Regions from separate parts of the Mus musculus genome. Here region 2 is linked to region 1. A link is a contact called in public promoter capture Hi-C data. All regions are on one chromosome and are shown on one strand. Each heading gives the region's core, a stretch centred on a gene start, on an enhancer-like site or on the middle of the called end of the contact. The rest is flanking DNA. Distances are from core to core; before and after follow the strand shown.

Region 1 (2,757 bases), core at 141-2,640:
CTTGGTAGAAAAGCTTTCCATCTCTGTGTGCCCTTGTCTAGAAAAGTGTCTGATCACACCACAAGCATGGGAGGGTGTGGCTAAGGAGGGGGAAGGAGGAAAGATGACAAGTGTTGGTTTTGAGAGCAGCAGGCATGAACCAGGCTTGGAGCAAGATGCCCTCAAGAGGATGAAGAATCCTTTTGCTTAGTTTCCTGAGTAGTTCCTGCCTACGTGAACACATACATGTACACCTAAGTGTATGTAAGGCACAACAGGGGACTTAGAAGAGATGTAAAGCCCAACTTGGCCTGCTAGAAATGCTTGTGAGAAAGGAGAGATCAGGTTAATCTCCAGAGATACTGGATTCCCCATGGAGACAGCCCAGTACCTGGAGGAGCAGAGAAAATGAATGAAGATGTGTGAGCCAGAGAGTGTTTCTAAGTAAAATCAGATGAGAACAAGGGACATAAGTCTTGAAGAAGGCTCCTGGGAAATGTGAACTGTGAGCCAGGAGGAAGAGTGGCAGGAAGGGATGACTTGGAGATCAGAGAATAAAAGTAAACAAGGACTGGGAAGTGGGCAAGGCAGAAGCTCAGAGCTGAGATCAAGCCTGGGAGGCCTGAGCCCTGAAAGCCCCATCCATCACTGTGGGGCGATTAGCAGCTCACTGGAGGGAAGAGCCAGTATCTTGGAAGCTGGGGATCAGAGAGCTGCTGCCCCTTAGCTCTTCCAGGTTGGGGAACAGGATATGTGGAGGAAACCTGCTATCTACATGGGGGTCAAAATGAATGGTGTCAGCCAGGCAGTGGTGGCAGACGCCTTTAATCCCAGCACTTGGGAGGCAGAGGCAGGTGGATTTCTGAGTTCGAGGCCAGCCTGTCTACAGAGTGAGTTCCAGGACAGCCAGGACTACACAGAGAAACCCTGTCTCAAAAGAACCAAAACAAAACAAACCAAACCAAAACAAACCAAAACAAAAAATGGTGTCTTGAGTCCTGAGGTGAGTGTCAGGAAAGACGGGACATAAAATTCACAGTGTTTGGGCATGGACAGGATTGTGGGTGCAGGAGAAGAGGACATTCCAGGTTGGGCACAGCCCTGGGAAGGACATTTAGAGGAACAGGGTAATATAGAAACTGTAGCTAGTAGCCCTTGGCACAGCAGGCTCTCCAGTGGGATGGAGCAGGAGATGGGATGAAGGGTAGAGGAGCAATGGGTAGGCCCTAGTACAGCCAAGGATTGGAGTGCCCAGTCAGTGCCCAGCCTTAGCGGCCTGTTGCTTGGTTTCTAGTTAGTCTGAGAAAGCTGTAATCTGCCCCTTCACTCCTAGGGTGTAGCCACTGTCTGGAGTGAAGAAAACTGCTTCACCATGGGCCTGCGGAAGTAAGGAAAGCAAGGGGGTGCGGAAGGGACACGGAGCACGTCAGTGGCCTCAGAAAGAGGAAGCAATGTGCTCTCGCTTCTGCTTCTGAGCATGGGAAATACCCACTATTCTCCCATCCTCAGCAGATGTCCCTGTCCTCACCTGAAGCCACACAACCTGGGCCCAAGCCTACCTGGGGTTCAAGGCTCATTCTCTTTTCAAGTATCCAACAAGTCTCCTGAGTCCTGAGCATTCCCAGGGGACCCAGTGGGTCCTACAGGCCATGCCAACCAGGGCAGAGTTACAGGTGTTATTGGGATCACAGAACCTGTGAGTTCAGAAGTGGGGTCCAGCTTGCAGAGCTGGGTATCCAAGGAAGAAGGAAGCCAAAGGCAAGAGTATTCTCTTTCTCCATCACATCCAAGAGTTCTCTGAGAAAGGGGGAGAGGTCCAAAGCCATGAAGAGTCCCTCTTCATACTCAACAGCTCAGGGAAGAAACCCCAGTCAAAGGCTTCCAAATCCTAAGGCTTGGTGTGCTGTGTCCAAGGCCCACTGAGCTGGGAAGAAAAAGACTCCCACCCCTGGCAGGAAGCAGGAAGGATCCGCCAGGCCTGGAGCATTCCTTCCTCCACAGTCTGCTATAGGCCAAAGAGAGAACAAGAAGCAAAATAAGAAACACAAAACACAGGGGCCTCAGCAAAAATGAGGGGAAGGACAGAAAAATAATGGCCAGCCCTCCCCTTCCTGTCTCTGTTTTGGCCTCAGCATCTTTTAGCTTAGAACTGGGGCTGGTTGATCCAGTGACAGGCCTGACCAACACAGGCTCCTTAAGGCTTTCTCCATTTACTACTGCTTCAAGGAGTGAAGCATCTCTGGATGGAACTGCTTTATACCAAATATCGGCTGAATACCGGCTGAACTAAAACTGGTACCCGCTGCCTTCAGTCCAGTGGGTCACAGGCAGAGCAAGAAGCCACGGCTTCGGAGGTAAAGTGTTCTACAGTCCTTGTCCTTAGCTGCTTTGGTCAGCCTCCACCAGGCGCCTCCCATGGCTCCATAACTCTCTGCTTTCTACCACATAGGGCCAGCTTGGTGCAGGACAGCAGAGACGGAAAATAGATCCCACCCTGGGCACTGTGGGCACCCCAGGTTGGGAGCCTAAACAACAGGGACACTGTTTCTAGATTGTTCTGCTCATGTGTGGTGGGCACTGAGCCTTGTCACTGTAGGAAGAACTAGTCAGAGGGAGATAGCAAAAGGGAAGAAGCGTGGAAAAGGCCCAAACCAAACACAGCGCTGAAAGGGCAAAGTAAAGACCCTAGTTCAACCTTCAGGGAAGTTGGCCACAGATGGAAATGTTAAATAACATGTCTGAAATCACCCCTCTGACCACATGACTCCCCAATGAAAA
Region 2 (2,757 bases), core at 126-2,625, 160 kb before region 1:
GCACAGAGAGGGTAAGTAAGTCACCCCACAACCACACAGCGAGTAAGGGGCAGAGCTGGGATTTGAACCCAGGCAAAGCGTCACTATGAGTCTACGTGCTAGGCTCCCTTTCAAGTGACATAGAGGAAGAAGACTTTTTCAGACCAAGCTGCCTGCCCCTGGCCCTGCCTCCTGTGGCTCCTTCACCCTGAAGGAAGCCGATATTCTGCTCTCTGCCAGCCTGAGCTCAGAGCACTTACCCTTGGATAGCTGGTAGTACAATGGCCAGCAAAGCTACAATCACACACACACACCACCCCCATTCCCCACTCCATGCCAGCTGTACTCTCTGCTGCCCTGCTGGAGCCCCTCTTGTCCGGGGCCTTTTCTAAAGGGATGAAAAAGTTAACAATTCCCAGGCAACTTTGAACTGTGCCCCTGTAGTGATCAGCCAGCCGCAGGGTCTGGTGAGTCCAGATCCCTCCAGTAGCCAGAGGGGGTCAGTGCTGGTGAACCTCAGGTATGGGTTGTTCAGAAAGGTCAAAATCTAAGGAGAAGCCACAGTGACCCAGGCTCTGCATCCATGCAGAAAGTCTTCCCACACTTCCGTCATGTTCAAGGTCAAATGGGGAGCTAGCATCAGCCTCAGCCAGATCCAAGACAGGACCCCAAACCCCACCCCACCCCCATTTCCCTTTCAGGAAGCATTTAATGAGTCCCTCTTCCACCAGTGTTCTAGGTCAGAAAACTCAACATCTATGGACCGGCAGGGGTCCTCTTGGGCTCCAGGCCTGAGTCTGTGGATTTCAAAACGCTGGGCTTTTCTTGTGACCCTAAGCCTTCTGGGGAAGGCTAAGCTAAAGGGCTGCTCCTCCCATCTCCAACCCCGGCAGCCCCTGACCACTTTGAAATCTTAGTTCTCCATCCAAGATGAGAAAGTCACACTGGGCAGGGCGTGGAAGGCTGAGGCAGGAAGAATGCAGTGAATTTTAGGTTATTCTGGGCTATATGAGTTCCAGGCCAACCTGGGCTACAGAACAACACCCTGTCACCCAGAACAAAGTCACATGTACACACACACGTACACACACACACACACACACACACACACACAAACACACAACACACATAAACACACACACTTCTGATGCTCCAACTTCTGCTATTCTGCTCTTTTTCTGTGGGGGTGGGGTTGAGGATCCCTTCTGAATGCTAATTTTCTAAGAGAGCCACTGGCTGGGGAACTCCAAGGAACAGGAGAGGGAAGGGGTCTAGCTGCCCACCAGAGCCAGTCCCAGGCAGAGTCCTGCCAGTCTCACCACTGTTCGCTGACAGATCTGATATTTCCCCAGCCATCGGGGCTTCTCCACGACGGTCTTCCTGTGGCCTCTACTATGGGGACAGTGTCTGCCGTGGCCAGGGCAGAGGTGGGGGGGCATTAAATATTAACAGTGTCAGGTAATATTTACCCCAGTCACAAGAAAGGCTGAGTGTCCCCAGAGGGGCTCTTGCTGACCCAGGCAAGGGGAGGTATGGGGGGAGCCAGAGGCAGGGAGGAGCTGCCTGAGGTCTCCAGCCCCTCCCAGAGGAAATTTCCAGAGAGCAGGGCTGGGATGGGCAGCAACAGTATTCTTCCATCAGCCGGGGAAGCCGCAGCTGGGAGTGAGATGAGGAAGTGAGAATTTCAAGATGCACTCTCGGTGAAGGGCACATGGGAAGTATAGATAGGGGTCCTGGGTCGGGATGGGGACTTCCAAGTCCCTTAGCCTCCAGAGCTTCCTGCAAGGCCCTGTGGATAGCACCGTGACAGCTTACATTCTCATGGGGCAGTCATGTCTCCCCGCCGTGTTCCTAAGGAGCCCGGCCTGGCTCCCTTCTTACCACAGTCCTGTGAATCTTGGGTCCCCAGCAGGATCAGCCTCAATAGCACTGCTGTCCCTGACAGCCTGTCCTGACTTGTTTTATTTATCCTGGTCCCGAGGCCACCACAGTTAGCCACTCACACCTCAGTCTGAAATCCTCCACCATCCCTGACTAATGTCCTATCCTGATGCCCAACACTCCCTCTTGCGGCTGTCACCATATGCTTATGACTCTTTCAGGAAGAAGCTCAGCTTGATCTTAGGGCTTACAAAGCATTTTCTAGCTGTTGTCTCCCTTTTGCTTTAGTTCCTCTCTTGACATGAGCTATCTGAGGTATGGAGAAGCTGAGGCCCAAGGTCAAACATCCAGTGAGAGTTGAAGACAAATAATGGCTATCCTTTGAGATCCAGGGCTCAAATGCTATGGCCATACCCACCCACCCACCCCCAGCCTGTCCTGCACTCACTGTAACCATCCCCTTGGTAACTATGGTGTGGATTCTGTAAGACCACAGTCTTCTTTGGGTTCCAGATGGTCGACTTGGCCTCCAAGAAGCTAATATCCAACACTAGCAGATGATATATAAATAGATACACAGGTGATAGGTAAACAAGAAATAGATGATAGATAGATAGATAGATAGATAGATAGATAGATAGATACATACATACATACATACATACATACATACATACCTGCATGCATACCTGCATGCATACAAGCTATATAAGTGATAGGTTGATGGAGAAATGATACCAAGATGGATAATAGATTTATGGATAGATGGATAGATGATAGATAGATAGATAGATAGATAGATAGATAGATAGATAGATAGATAGAGATAGATGGATGAGTGCATGCATAATACATATATATACACATACATAGCTACATACATACAGGCATACATAT

The links. Promoter capture Hi-C pulls out the DNA fragments that hold promoters and counts their contacts.
Region 2: a promoter capture Hi-C map of neutrophils shows a contact between it and region 1, with 4 times the contacts expected there. The contact joins the promoter of Fxyd2 here to the enhancer-like site in region 1. A contact is called at or near these places in 18 of 39 promoter capture datasets (the 3T3-L1 cell line, the C10 cell line, the HPC-7 cell line and 12 more), 1 of 15 datasets of contacts at CTCF or cohesin (CD8 T cells), 6 of 484 Hi-C or Micro-C datasets (the AML12 cell line, the C3H10T1/2 cell line, Th1 cells and 3 more), 15 of 115 datasets of contacts at active chromatin or transcription factors (the 230-238 cell line, bone marrow-derived dendritic cells, bone marrow-derived macrophages and 11 more) and 4 of 9 other capture datasets (adipose tissue, liver, macrophages and 1 more).

What each region holds. Positions count from the first base shown.
Region 1 is chr9:45,244,909-45,247,665 of GRCm38.p6, reverse strand. All of the region lies in intron 4 of BC049352 (cDNA sequence BC049352), which reads right to left. Among named protein-coding and RNA genes, the nearest start is that of Mir7086, 20 kb to the left of the region's middle. Within about 2 kb of position 1,390, at least 110 of the 459 cell types and tissues checked have an H3K27ac peak or open chromatin away from gene starts, as enhancers often do. A contact at or near this core is called in the 230-238 cell line, CD8 T cells, Th1 cells and 10 more, where this site is marked.
Region 2 is chr9:45,404,708-45,407,464 of GRCm38.p6, reverse strand. Fxyd2 (FXYD domain-containing ion transport regulator 2) reads right to left here and starts at 1,375. Exons shown (of 6, transcript NM_007503.4): 1 at 1,299-1,375. The coding sequence starts at 1,335.